Linked DNA regions of Pan troglodytes: region 2 is linked to region 1. Evidence: chromatin contacts called from public Hi-C data. All regions are on one chromosome and are shown on one strand. The core of a region is the stretch at or near the end of the contact, and the rest is flanking DNA. Distances in the headings are between cores, read along the strand shown.

Region 1 (7,484 bases), core at 4,567-7,066:
GTTGAGATAGCCAGCGACAGTTTTATTGCATTCAGTGCTTTTGAGTTTCTCATGGTGCCTTCTTAAAAGGCCTGATGCTCCTAGGCGCAGAGGAAGGGAGCATTCTTCTAAGCCCCTTTGAAGTGGCAGGCGTGGACTTTGTTCTCTGCAGACACGTCTTCTGAGAATCAAGCTGTGGATCTCCCCAGCAGGGTGGACTGGGGTAGCTGGAGGTCACGTGTAGCCTGTGCAGACTTGGAGCACAAAGCTCCTGTTAGCTGGTTCTGTTGCTCAAGTGTTTTATTGTTGATGCTGAATTTCTGTTTTGGAGTTAAAAAGATTCTTATTTTTAGTTTTTTACAAGGAGGAGACACAATTGCTCTTTCTTAAATGAGTCTGGCCTTATTCTTACCTAACAGTAGAATCCTGGATTAAATAATTTACTGAGATATTTTTGAGTTTTTATTTTACATTTCTATTGAGGTATAATACACGTACAGAAAAAGTGCACAGATCTTAATTGTACATCTCAGTAAATGTTTACCTCTAAATACTCATTTGTAACCTTATCACCTTATCCAGATGAAGATATAAAGCACTTCCAGCACTTCCAATGGCCCTCTAGTGCCCTTCCCAGACAGTGCTCCCTTCCCAAGGGTAATGACAGTTCTAACTTATCACCAACTGTTCATTTTGCCTGTTTTTGAATTTGATATAAAGTGAATTCATCCAGTATATATTCTTCTGTATCTGCCTTCTTTCACTCATTATGTCTATGGGATTACCATGGTGTTGTGTCTAGAAGTCGTTGTTTGTCATTGCTGTGTTTTATTCCTTTTTGTGAGTTTATTACTACAGTTTATCTGTTCTGTTGATTGGATATTTTACTTCTTGTTACTTCTTGACATTTTTTTAAAGCTTGGCTTATCAAAAACCATCTTTTGATGTTGGCCATCGTTTATTCCAATGATTTTTTTAAAAATTAGCAGTGGATCTTTCTTTTTTTCCAAAGGAAATTTCATATAGAATCCATTCATAGGAAACAGATAAAATGTGAACGGCTGCAACTGAGATGGGGGAGAGTGGCTTGGAGCCCCCAGCCTCTTTGCTTTCTCTTATCCCTATAGGATGGCCATTAGGTGAAGCAGTTTAGCTTGTTGGTTCAGACCTGGCTTCTGGAGTTGGACTGCCTGCCTAATTTCTCCTTGCTGTACATTCTTGGAAAAATTACTTAACCTCACTTTCCTTATCTGTGAGATGGAGATTTAAAAAAAAAAAAAATCCTTACATTGCAGGGTTCTAGAAAGCATTAAGAAATACAGTGCAAGGAAAGCACTGCATGCTGTGTTCCCCTCAGCAAGGGTGTCATAAATGGTGTGGTGAGCGCTGCTGTCATCACTGTAGTCAGTGTCATTTTCTGCAGAGCCCTAGCACTCCCTGGGGCACCATCAGAAAGCCATGGATTCATGGCAGTAGCAGAATCACAGCCCTCACTGTCCCTCCAGTCCATGAAGATGTGACATGCCACAGCGTGTTGGAGTGCCTCTGAGGCCCTCCTCCCTGCTAGTGCAGGAACCCGTGGTCAGCAGGTGCATCGCTCATCATGGGACTGGCAGAAGGCTGACACTCTCTTGACGAGTGGAACTGGACCTCCTAGAGCTCTACTTCTCATACCCATTTTTCACTATGTACCTGGGCTTGTTGGGATTATTGAGTCTGCTAAATAAAGACTGCCTGGGGCTTCATCTTTGTGACAGGATGTCCTTGTGGCGTGAATCCAGAAAGAGAATCACATCATTCTTATGATGTGAAGAATGGAGCCCCTTTCAGGCTTTTATTCTACCCTGGCTTCCAGCCAAATTGGTCTTTTGGAGCCAGGCCCAGACCCAGGCCCATGTGTTGCTGGAAGGATTAGTTATTACTATTATAACTGTTTGTAATAACAATAGGCGACAATTATTTAGTGCATGCAATCTCCATTAGATGTGTTATTTAATCTTCCTGACAGTCCTATGAGATAGGTACAGTTACATGTGTTGATCTGCCCACTGGGCATCTCCCCATTTTAACTAGAATTAAATTCCATGAGGCAGAGATTTTCTTTTCTTTTCTTAACTGTTGTATCCCCAGAAGCTAAAACAGTGTGGGCTCCATAAATGTGTAAAATGAATGAATGATTCTTTCTATTAAAGAAGAAGAATTTGGGGCTCAGACCAGTTAAATGACTCACCCAACATCACACTGATAGTAAGAGGCTGAGCCAGGTCTGTTTGATTCTGAGCTCCTGCTGGTAACTGTCCTCCTGTACAAGAGTTGGAGGGGAGACCTCTCCTGAAAGGATGGGATGAGAGAGAGGGATTTTACCTTGAGCTCAGTGTTTATATGTACCTGTGATAATGATCCCAGCATGCTGCCGAGTACACATGGGATGTGCCACCTGCCGTCCAGGTGGGGTCATTCAGGACCCTCACCTGCATGGGTCCAGGTCTTGGCTGCCCCCAGTCTGGCAGGGCAGAGGACTTGGTGATGGGCTTCCATCTTGGCCCTTCACCGGGATTCTGCAGGCATTGGGCAGATATTCCTGTCCTGGATCTTTCTACAGGGATGCTGCAGGGGAATTGGTGGGGCAGGAGGTGAAACCCACCCTTGTCTGACAGAGGTCTTGGATCAGTCCTGTGCTTAGGGCAATGATGGTTCATGCTTGGGGATTTTCATCTCCTTCTTTTTAAACTCCAGGTATTCTCAGTAGGAAAATCCCTGTTGATCATGTTAATCTTATGGAGGCTTTTCAAGCCATTTTGATTTTTAAATGCACTTTTACTCACAGTACAGTTGGTAGCAGGTAATTAGCATTAGGCCTATCTTAGTGTGTTTTGTGCTGCTGTAACAGAATACTTGAGACTGGGTAATTTACAATGAATAGAAACTCATATGGCTCAAAGTTCTGAAGGATGGGAAGTCCAAGATCCAGGGGCCTAAATGTGGTGAGGGCCTTCCTGCTGCATCATCACATGGTGGAAGATGGAAGGGCAAGAGAGCATACACAGAGAGAACGAGAGAGGGAACTCACAGCCTCAAGCCTTTTTAGAATTGGCATTAATCCATTCATGAGGGTGGACACATTCAAACCATAGCAATGTCATCATACCACAAACTGTAGCTGCAAAGAGTTTCTCTCTGCTATCATTTCTACATCCTTGGAGGAAGAACTGAAGATTTATGAGATGAGATGCAGGCGGAGAGTGGCCGCTCACCTCCAGGCTTTTTTTGCCTGGTGCTTGTCCTTTCTTTATCTCCATTAAGTGTGTGTGTACCCATTCCCACTTAAGTATGTATTCTCTCCTCTTCTATTCCATATTTTTCTGTGCTTAGCATTGTCATCTTCTGGTATTTTACACTGGAATCCTTACCTAATTGTATCTAATCTCTGTAACACTCTCTTTACCCTTTCTTGGAATTTCTGACACAGTGTTAGACCGTTTTTTGTGTGTGACAGTTTTGGAATTACCCTCTGACATCAGTTGGGTGCTGTTGAAAAAGTGCTTGTCTCCTCTTAGCTGTTTCTTACCCTGGGGTCGTTTTTAGCAAGTTTTAGTGATGGTGCCTTGTCAAGATATTTTCTTTAAAAGTTACAGTGCAGGTGTCTCCTTACACTTTCCCTCAGCATGCAGGAAGGGGTTTGCTTCCAATCCTTATAAGGAAAGATCAAGCTTCTATTGCTCAGGGAGGGTATTGGTTGGCAGATTGTGGGGTTCAGTGGATTCAGCAAATGAGACACTGAAGAGCACAGTAGTTAGGAGCTTGGCTGTGGACACAGACTGTTTGGGTCCACATGAGGAACTGATGGAGTTTCTTCCTATTTTATCATTCTTTAGACCTACACAGTCCAGTACAGTAACCACCAGGCTCATGTGGCTACTCAGCAGCTGAAACTAGGCTAGCTCACAGTGGGATGTGCTGGGAGTATAAAACACCAAGATTTCAATGCCTTAGGATGAAAGATCATTAATATTTTAAAATATTGATGGCATGTTGAAATGATACTTTGGATATGTTGGGTTAAATAAAATATTAGAATGAATGTTCCCTGTTTTTGCTTTTTAGTGTGACCACCAGAAATTCAAATTATATATGTGGTTCACATTTGTGGTTGATGTTATATTTCTATTGGATAGTGCTGATCTCACCTGAGGATAGTAACAGCCCCTTCCTTCTTCATGGGTTGCTGTGAGGGTTAAATGGGTGAATAGATGAATGGTGTTTAGTTTGGTACTCGGCATATAGTAAGTATTTACAAAGCCTCAGATTATCATCATTGACATTATCGTCATCATCATCATCTTATCATCCAGGGTGGAAACCTAAGCTAAGAGGAGAAAGTTGGGGTGTGGAGACATCTGGATTGTGGTTTGAGGTAAACTTACCAACTTCTTAGGAGGTTGTTTATGATTTGATGCTCTCTGGTGTTATAAGTAATCCTCATCCCCTTGGCTCCTCATTTGTATTGGTAATGGAAGGCTGTGTATGCAGTTCATGGTAAATCCTGTTACCTAAAGGGATGGCTGCTCACTGCAAACTGCTTTGTAGAATCCCCAGAGGCTTATTTATTTACCAAGCTACTTTGACTCTTGCAGTGGAGTGAAAAATCAGGTTTTCATGAAGCCAGTTATAAATAGCTAACCTTTGGGAAGTGCTTACCATATGCCTAGCACTAAGCTAAGTGCTTCTCATGTATTTCTTTATTTAATGCTCACAGTAGCCCTCCAAGGCAAGTGCTGGCCCCACCAGTTTAAGTGGAGGGAAGCAGAACTTAGCATAAGTAACATCTTGCAGCCAGGACGTGAGGGAGCTGAGCCTTGAATCTAGGTCAGTCTGATTCTCAAGTTGTGGCACTATTCATTCTGCCTCCTTAGAACTCAAAAAGTGAGTCTCTTTTAATCAGGAAACCTTATGCAGCACACTGGGTATTTCACAATGTCTGAGACACTGGAGAGGGCATAAGCCTGAAGGCATAAGCCCAGAAAATGGCTGAGTCCTCAGGCCAGGGCTGAACTGGGTTCTAGAACCAGAGTGCAGTACATGGTGGCCATTGACAGGCATGGCCAGCTACTGTGACCAGCAGTGAGAGCAGCACAGCCCTGGTCTCAGGCTGTCCCATTGTGTCAGACAGGCAGATTTTATACGATGCATTCATGGACCTGAGGCCCATCCACCCCAGAGGCTTTCCCAAGACCCTGGAGAGGCAGAGATGCTTGACAAATGCATTAACTTTGCCAACGCTGCTTAAAGGAGGCATGTGATATAACATTTCCAAAGCCACAGTGTTTTCTTAGAGAAATCTCAGTACAGCTAAAACTCTAATGATTGCATGTGTCAGAAAAGGATCTTCTTTTTCATTTAGGCCTGATATAAATTTGCTGGAGACTTTACCACATTAGCTAAATTCCAGGAAAGATATGTGTCACTGGGTTGGGTGTTTCTGTTGCCGCAGGACATTGAATGATGCATTCTTTAATGAGCGAGTGTCACTCATTGGAGCAGCTGCCTTTCAAGGAGCCTTTCTCTTGAATAGAAGAATTCTATTTAGTATCCAGTTATTTCCTCTTTGACCCCCTTTCAGTCAAAATATGCAAGGTTTATTCCTCACCTCTTGACATCCAATGCCTGTTAGAGCCTTATTAGCATTTATTCTAATTGATGTTCATTGCATTTTAAATCTGGCAGGGACGTGATTAAGAGGTGGAAAATCACCGGACTCGGTCGGCGTGTGACTGTCTGATCGTGGCATGATGACCAGCTCAGCATGTAATCACATCTCTTGTGTTTTCAGTTTCCTTTCATACCCCTGGAGGGAAAAAGTTCAATTCCGAGTCGTGCTCTGGCTCGGCAGAGGTAGGCAGCGGGTGAGAAGGGTGCAGAATCAGTTGGTCCTGAGTGTGCTGAGAGGCAGCCTAGGTCCTAGGAGACGAATTCTACCTACATTCACCCTAGGCACCATCCTTGCTTCACTCGCCACCAGAATAAGAGGGCCAGCTAGGCTTATTCTTATAAGGAGGTGTACCTGTGGGATCCCAGTAAATCACGGCACTCATCCTGTGGGGTTGGTGGTTGCTATGGATAGAATTGTGTTCCTCCGAAGTTCCTTTGTTGAAGCTCTGACCCCCAGTGTGATGGTATTTGGAGATGGGGCCTTTGGGAGGTGATTAGGTTTTGATTAGGTCATGGGGGTGTAGACTTCATGATGAGATTAGTGTCCTTATAAGCAGAGACATCAGAGACCTTGCTTCCTCTCTCTCTCGGCCATATGAGGGTACAGCCAGGAGGCAGCCATCTGCAAGCCAGGAAGAGAGCCTTCACCAGGGAACTGAATTGGCCAGCACCTTGATCTTAGACTTGCAGCCTCTAGAACTGTGAGAAGTAAATTCCTGTTGTTTAGGGCACTCACTCTAATGTATTTTGTTAACGGAAACCCGAGCTAAGACAGTGGTCCTAGTTCTAGTTCACAACTTTGGGAAGCTTACATAAGCTCCCAGTTAGTAAGTGGCACACCCAGGTCAATCTGGGGATAACAGCTTGTCTCCCTGGCACTTCTCGACCCCTGTATGGATATTGCCTGTTGGGGTTTTGCTTGTATATGTTCCCCTCAGGAGGATCTCTTACAGCCCTGTCATTATTTTTGGGTCCCTTGCAAAGCCATGTGTAGAGCAGACATTGAATAGATAACAGCACAGTGAATGAATGAATATGACAGCCCGGGATGGAAACCAACCAAGGAAAGAGGTAGATAAATGGAGGAAGCCACAAGTCACTCAACTTCTCCTTTCACTCATGTCTTGTATATGAATTTGCATAAATAAGGATTCCCAGAGAAGTTTCCTCTGCTGTCCAGACACCCACCCACCCATCAAGGAGCATTGCCTTTGTCATCAGGAGCAGCTCTGAAGGGTCTCAAGCTGTTCTTTCCCACATGGGTCCAACTCAGCCTACTTGTCAGCTCAACTGACACCACCCTGGTAGGAGTCCAAACCTCTGCTTCCATCTGAGCACCAGGCCGGATGGGAAAGAACGAGTTAAAGCCTGCAAGTATGAGTCTGTTGTACAGAGCAGCATCTAGGTCATTCCTTCAACACAAAAGAAATGAAATACAGCTTGCCTAGCTGCAGCTTGCTGCACGAACCCCACTGCTCTGTGCAGAATAATACCAGGTGGGCATGAGGCCATTTTAATAAGATACAGCAAGATTAATAAGGGAGCAGACCACATGTTCCTCTGGAACACACAGTCCTGTGTGCAGTCGTGAAGGGAGACACATGGGAGATGTGGAAGCAGTGGGGACAGGGCTGTGGGGAAGGGAGAGGGAGGCACAGGGCCAGCAGCCCCAGACAAAAGCCAGCCCAGGACACTTCCTGGGAAGAAGGGCCGCATAATGACAGGGGTTCTAAACCTGGATCCAGGATAGGTTTCTAGCAATCTGAAGATGCCCTGAAGCTGTGTGTGAAATGCTG
Region 2 (7,368 bases), core at 1,252-3,751, 130 kb before region 1:
CTTAAAAAAAGATTGCTCTCACCTGAGTGGATAATGGGTTGCAAGGGAAAGGAAAGAAGGAAACCAGCCAAGAAGCACCGTAGTTCTTCACGTGAGAAGTGATGGTCTTGTGGACTCAGGAGTATCTGTGGAAGTGGGGTGAAGTGGGTGGCTCCAGGGGGTGTTCGAAAGTGGGATGGACCCCCTTTGCTGATGGATGGGAGGTGAGGGGCGAGGAGATGGATGAACTGGAGATGACTTGTGGGGTTCTGACTTAAGCAGCCATGTGGATGCGGATACATTCACTCTAACAGGGATGAAAGGAGAACACAGAGGCATGGAGGACATCCAGACTTCTGTTTTGGCCTGGTCACAGATCTGACGTGCCCATGGGGCATTGAGGAGATGTAAAGTATGAAGCTGGAGGTACAGTCAGAAGTCATTGGAATTTCTGGGCTGGAAATGTACCTGGAGGATCTCAGCATAGGACTGGACTTGGGCACCTGGGGAAAGGGTTTTGGGGGAAAGAGAAGAGGGATAGGTCTGAGCCCTAAGAAGCACTGGAATGTCAGCAGGAATGATGGGGGGAGCAGGAAAGCCAGGAGGGTTGGAGCCACGGGAGCCAAAAGAAACTGCTCAGAGGCCACACTGGGGAGGATCGAGGGTACCCACTGGATCTGGTGACTTGGAGGAGGCTGCTGATGGTGACAAGTCATTTCAGTTAGTGAGGATGAAAGGCAGATTGGAGTGGGTTGAAGAATGAGTTGGAGGTGAGGAGGCAAAAGTGACATTTAGGGACAACTCCTTGGAGAGATCTTGCTGTCACACTGGGCAGATAAATGGGGAAGTGCTGCTTACTTGGGTTTCTATGAACATAAGAAACAGTCTCTTCATCATTTCTAAACCTCTCTCCCACTCTGATGCACCCACCCACAGCATTCCATGATAAAATAAACCGTGGATGATGTGCAGTCCCCAACATAGTAGCTGTGACTCCATTCCTTTTTCTCCCTTTTGAGAAAGTTTCTAGGAATGCAAATCAGGCAGAGTAATGTTGGGAAAACCACAGATCTGCTGACTTCCACACATTCAACTATTATATGTAACCAAATTATTTGTAGCGCAACTTATTATTGATCACACCATACATTATTGTTGGCATGCTGGCTGAGATGTGTTGTTGTTCCAGACATGGTTGGGTGGCATTCATTCATTAAATCATTCATTCATTTATCAAATTTTTTTGAGCACTAACAATGTGTCAAGATCTTGTACTCTGGGCACTGGGAGAAGTGGTGAACAAGACAAAGATAGCCTCTGCCCTCAGGAGCTCTAGCCAGGTGGGGAGGCAGACATAGAGTAAGTGATATCAGTTGAGCTTACAGCCAGAGAAGCACTGTGTTCTCAAAGACAGCATCACTGCAGGTGCTGGCCTGGTCCACAGGTGTAGCAAGAGTCTCTGAAGAAGTGAGGATGAATAAGCAGAGAGCAGAATTAATGAGACTTGTGCTGGGACTGGGTATGGACAGCAGCCCAGGCAGAAGTGAATACCCAGGAGTGGAGGGAGCCCATTTCCACTGGGGTCAGGGCCAGCCCGTCCAGAAGGTCAGAGGAGGAGAGAGTGGGGTGAGAGGTGGGGTCCAGATGTGCGGGTCCTGGGGGCTCCAGCCAGGAGATTGGTCTTTATCAGGAAAGCATTGTGAAGAATTTTGTGTTGAGGGGAGAGGGGTGATGGGATGGTCAGACTTGTTCTGAAAGAGCGCTCAGGTGTCTGGGGAATGGGGAGTAGTTGTACAGAGAAAGGTGACAGGCCAGTATCACTTGTATACAGGCAGGGGAAGACATTAAGTCCCTTCCAGCCCTATTTCACCAAACATTGCTGGTATTTGGAAACGGGGTGGGGGATGGGGCAGGACCAGACTCCTGCTTCTCAGTGTTCTGTCCCTGTAGCCTGATCTGTTTTTCCTCTCTCCCCTCCCTCCCATCTAGGGGAACTCAACAGGTTAGTGCTGGGGCCGGTTCTCAAGGGGCAGGACAGTGGTAAGCATGGCATAGGGCATGGGAGTGCAGAGATGCAGGTGGGTGCATGACTTGGGATGGGCAGTGCAGATATTCACTTATCCAGGGAATGGCAGGACGGTGGTTATCAAACTTTGCTGTGCATAAAAAACGCCTCGGGAGCTCATTAAAAGTGCAGACTTGGAGGCTTTCCTAAGGAATGCTGACTCAGCAAGTGGGGCGGTGGGGCAGGAATCATTTTTAGGAAGTTCTCTTCTCTCTCCACCCAGGTGATTTTGATCTAGATAACCCGAAGGCCTTCCTTTTGAGAATGCCTCCATGCTGGCCTGCGTCTTGGCCTCATATCCTCAGTCCCCTCTTCTGTCTCGCACCAGCCTGGGCCTGAAAGCTGATTTTAGCCTTGCATTAAGATGTGAATGACCACGTTCCGGGCTGGGGCGGCCGGGCTGTCGGGCAGGCAGCGCGTGGCCACCAGGGGGCGCCAGAGCCTTGGCTCGCGCGCTCGGCCTCCTCCGCCCGCGGACGCCGCGCCCGAGCCAGCGAGCGAGCGGAGCACAGCGCTGCGGGCTCACAAAGCGGCCAGACGCTCGGCGGCGGCGTGTGGCAGGAGCGCAGGGGCGCGAGCCGGCGATCAGCCTTCCCGGCGACCAGCCTTCCCGGCGACCGTGCCGCGGGAGCTCGAGCAACTCGGACTAGGGGACCCGGGCCGGCCCCCAAGGTACGTGCCCAGAGGAACCCCGCGCCCCAACTTGGAGTAGTTGGGACCTCCCCGCGGCCGCCTAGGGGGCTGGCAGGGTCAGGGCCTGGGGTTACCTCCGCGCGCCTTTCTTACCCCCGAGACCGCAGGGCGCTCAAGGGAGACCTTTCCCTTAGCTGTCGCCGGGGACCCCCAGCTGCTGGCAGCCCCCACCCCGCTTGCCGGAGCTCGGGTGCTGCTGGAGCCCTGTTCTCCCCTCTCCTGCCCCAAAGCCGTGTGCACCGTCTGTGGGAGTGCGGCGTGCGGACCCGGGCTCCCCGCTTCTGGGGAGGGGTACCAAGCCCCTGATAGGAGGGCGGCATCTGTGGGGCACTCGGAGAATAGACGAGACGGGTCCCCTGTAGTTGGACGGCAGCCTCGGATTCGTGACGCAGCCTCCTCGTTCGTAGATGAGTCCCCCATTCGTGAGAGGGGTCCCTGGGTCTAGAGGCGCGACAGGCGCCCCAGGTGCGCGAGCGCTGCCCGTGCCCGCCGCGGGGTCCCCGCCTCCGGGCTGGGGCGCTGGGACGTCTGGGTGCCCGGGGCTCGCGGCCGCCCGCCCTCTTCGCTCATCGCCCTGCGCGCCCTGCGCGCCCTGCCCCGCAGATGCCGGCGATCGCGGTGCTGGCGGCGGCCGCCGCGGCGTGGTGCTTCCTCCAAGTCGAGAGCCGGCACCTGGACGCGCTCGCCGGAGGCGCGGGCCCCAACCACGGCAATTTCCTAGACAATGACCAGTGGCTGAGCACCGTCTCCCAGTACGACCGGGACAAGTACTGGAACCGCTTTCGAGACGTGAGTACCGGCGCCACCCGGCCCTGGGGGGCGCGGAGCCTCTCGGAGGGGACCCCTGAAGCGGGGTTGGTGTGTGTGTGTGTGTGTGTGTGTGTGTGTTTGGGAGGGGGACAGGTGGGCATCTCCCGCGGGGGCTGGTCGGTCCCAGCTTCCTGGGTGCGGTCTTGCCTGAAAGGAACTTTAAAGAGAACTTCGAAGGCTCCATGCGCTTGCCTGTTACCTGTGGCCCAGGTATGTGTATTCGTAGGGCTGCGGGAGGTGACTGCACTAAAATACAGCACAGATCACCAGTAGCTGTGGAGAAAGAGGTTCTCTGAGCTTCCGACTTCTCCTAACCGTGATGGTAGACTTTCCCTAGCTCCGGAGAAAACCTCCCCGGGGCAGCGGTGGCGTGGACCATCTCTGGGGTGTGTCAGGAGAATCCCTACTGGAGAGGTTGGGTCTGGGAGTGGTCCAAGCTATTTATGGGGGAGCTATTTATGGGAGTCAGGTGTTGCGTGTGTGTGTGTGTGTGTTGAGGGGGGCGGTCATGGCAATGGGCCTGATAAAATACAGGGGAGGTGGGGTGGTTTGACCCTCGGAATCTTGAAACAGGAACAACTAGCCCGTGCAGTTGGTCCCCTGCCCTGAAAGGGACCCTGGGTGGCAGAGCATTGCTCCTCCGTGGGAGCCCTGGGAGTGGAGAAAGTTACTCCCGGACACGCAGAAACACACTTGCGGCCTGTTTCTGCCTCAAGGCTGGCTGCCACTCCCCAGGTGTGCCCCAGGGATGTGGGGCAAGAGGCATCTGGTGCAGTCTTTCCAGCAGATGGCATCTCCTCTGTTCTGTGGGAGCGTCTGCCAGCTTCTTCAAGGACTGCCTCAGCTGGCCAGGGCCATGCCCTTCTAGGGGACTTGGAAGTACCATGTTTTATGGTACTTAACATTAGGAATTCCTGTTTCTGAGAAGCCTTAAATATTGTAAAAGTGCCCAAGGCATAACAGTAAAAAAGAGAAAAGCTTTAATGTTCAAATGCACTGTTTCTTTTTGTTTGTTTCTGATCAGTTTTAGGTGTTAAACTAATATTTTTAGCAGCATGTATTTTTTAAATATGATAATTTGACCTATACCACAGACCCCCTTTGTTAATGTCCCTGGGCATGGTTTACAGACTCTTTGAGGTGGGATATGTATGGGGATCAGCTTCCTCCACTGGACTCCTCTAAGCTCTGCTCTCAGTATCTGCAGGCCTTGCAGGGAGAGGGAATTTGAGACATTGAATGAATCCCAGATGTTTCCATACACTTTTTAAAGAGCACCCTCTCCAGATCCCTGTCCAGAGGAGATGCACTCATAGCTTTGTGTGGGGGTTTATCACTCTCCTCTCTGTTCCTCCTCTTCTTTTTTCTAGTTGATGTTGGACTGCTTCTCTTGGAAAGGGGATTTCAAACACTTTCAATGAATAGCCACAGCTATTTGGGGCCTTTTATCGAAATTGTAATTTCATTAAAATTTTTAATTGATACATAATAACTACTAGGGTCTTTTGCAGTAGATATGCCCCTCACTTTCCTCCCCTACCCCAGTGAGATTCCTGCCATTCATTGCCCCATTCCTGACCTGCTCTGTTAACTGCTTAGATCTGAGAATCCTTCATTGATTACCTTTCCCTATGGCTGAAAAATGTGCCCAAACCATGAAGGATTCACCTGGGGCAGAGATAATTTTGCTTTTTGTTTTGTTTTGTTTTTACTTTTCTATGGCTATCTTTTAGATAGAGTTGAAGAGCAGGGCAGTTGCTTGACTTTGCTAGAGGTGGAAGAATTGAGCCAGGATTAGAAGTGAAGGGCCACCTCTGGAGATAGATGCCTTGGTGCTCCTGGCAGCTGGATTGAGTTGAAAACACTTGTGCTTTTTTGGATCTTTGGGTTATGGAAAGGTTTACTGTGCTTTCATGCCTGTTCAAGATTTTCTAGTCTCAGTGTATCATAAGCATGATATTCTGAATTCCTGCTTAGCTTTAAATTTTTTAAAATTGGACTTCTGTTCATTTCCCATCTTTATTATGGATGGTGGTGACATTTTTAGATCTTTGGAACAGTGTGTTTCCAAACCTGACTGAGGATGAAGCTCACCTGAAGTGCTTGTTAAATTATAGCATCCATGGTCCTACCCTGGAGAATCTGACTTTACATTTCTGGGGTGAGTGCAGGGAATCCATATTTTAAGCAAACATACTAGGTTATTCTAATGTTTAGGAAATACTGCCTTTAGATAGTGTAAAAATGTCCAAGACATAACAAAAAGAAAAGCTTTTATGTCCCAATATACTATTTTTTTTGTTTTTGTTTTTGGAGCGGTTTTAGACATTAAACTAATATTTTTAGCAGCATATATTTAAAAAATGATAATTTAATCCAGCATGCCATTAAAACATCTAAAAATGTTCAAAAAAATCCCAAACTTCTTCATTCATCACCCATTTTATGTGCTGTATGGAGTCACCTGACACTAACAGTGGCTCAGACATAATTTAATGTCATTAACCTCTTTAAAGTGTTGTGGAACTCAGACCAGACACTCTTTTAGGGCAAGTCCCTGGAATAATCACAAAGCCTGAGCCTGGGAACAGAGGGTAAGAATTTGCTTTTCACAGAAACCTACTATTCAGTGGACAATCGATAAAGCCTCAGCTAATCTTGCAGTTGCTCAGCCAGCCTAATCATTTTCATTGAGCCAAGCCTTGCTTGAGGTTGACAAAGTCTCAGCTTCTTTGCTATTTCTTTGTTTTGTTGAAGCTACTGATAACTTTGAAAGGCTGTGTCCCACAATTATTGTTATGATGCTTGTCAATTTTTGGAACTCATTGTGAAAGAAAACTTCTTGCCTTCCTCCTGACTTGTCTCTTTGTTGGACTTGGGGGAGAGATTCAGATGTGATTTTTGAACCTTGGAAACTGAAAACTAAGGGCTGCTCTTAGAGAGTTGATTGTAGCCCTTGGGTGTTGTTACAGGGTCAACTTTGAAATGAATATGACAGTGGGGTGCGTGTTCCATATCCCTTGACTGCTGGGTGTGCTGTGACATTGCCAGAGGTGACCTGGCAACCTCTACTTATCATTTTGAAAAGTGTCCTATTGCTCTAGATGTATAAATACTTCCTATCCCCTTCTTTTTAGAAGTAAAGCCTTTAGAACAACTCCATGGCTTATTCCCTGGAGTTACAGATCCAGGACAAATAGAACAACGCTCAGATGATTGCTCCTAAATGTATTTGTGGTCTGTTAGTTTTGTCATTCTTCTTTTATAAACACTAGCAATTGGGAAGTTTTGGCCAGATGGAGGCCTGGACTTTTGTACACAATGTTAAGGAGGCGATGAAGAAGGAGATCTTTGTATTAAGTTGTTCAATAATTTTCCATCTTTAGCTGACATGCATTTAACTCCTCCATGGCTTGAGGTTGAGGGATCAAGATGCCACAACCATTCTCCTAATTTTTCTGCATCTGATTTGGCTTTGGCTTTCCATAACCATTACCATAAGGAAATTTTCCTCTGTTCATTTGTACCTTCATTCATTCCAACAAATGTTTATCTACCATTGACTAGGCATTGGGTTATAAGAGTGAACAAGATAAATACATGTAATCTCTTCTTTCATGTAACCTCTTGCCTGCTAGAGGAAATTCTTTAACTTATGCTGTCATAGACTACTTATTCTGTTTTCTTTTAAAAAATATTTTTTCTAGAAACATAATACAGTCTGGTTGTAACTAAAAGATTAAAACATTGCAGAAATAGGTAATAGCTAACATTTATGGAGCACCGAGTGTGCCAGACACTGTTTAAGGTACTTTCCATGT

What was found. A called contact is a pair of places that touch in the nucleus more often than the background predicts.
Region 2: a contact with region 1 is called in a Hi-C map of stem cell-derived neural progenitor cells, with 3 times the contacts expected there. The contact joins the promoter of SPOCK1 here to the enhancer-like site in region 1. A contact is called at or near these places in 1 of 7 Hi-C or Micro-C datasets (stem cell-derived neural progenitor cells) and 1 of 1 datasets of contacts at active chromatin or transcription factors (stem cell-derived excitatory neurons).

What each region holds. Positions count from the first base shown.
Region 1 is chr4:135,103,538-135,111,021 of NHGRI_mPanTro3-v2.0_pri, reverse strand. All of the region lies in intron 2 of SPOCK1 (SPARC (osteonectin), cwcv and kazal like domains proteoglycan 1), which reads left to right. Among named protein-coding and RNA genes, the nearest start is that of SPOCK1, 130 kb to the left of the region's middle. Within about 2 kb of position 5,816, at least 2 of the 24 cell types and tissues checked have an H3K27ac peak or open chromatin away from gene starts, as enhancers often do. A contact at or near this core is called in stem cell-derived neural progenitor cells, where this site is marked.
Region 2 is chr4:135,229,492-135,236,859 of NHGRI_mPanTro3-v2.0_pri, reverse strand. It overlaps SPOCK1 (SPARC (osteonectin), cwcv and kazal like domains proteoglycan 1), which reads left to right and starts at 2,501. Exons shown (of 11, transcript XM_517947.9): 1 at 2,501-2,716; 2 at 3,341-3,526. The coding sequence starts at 3,341.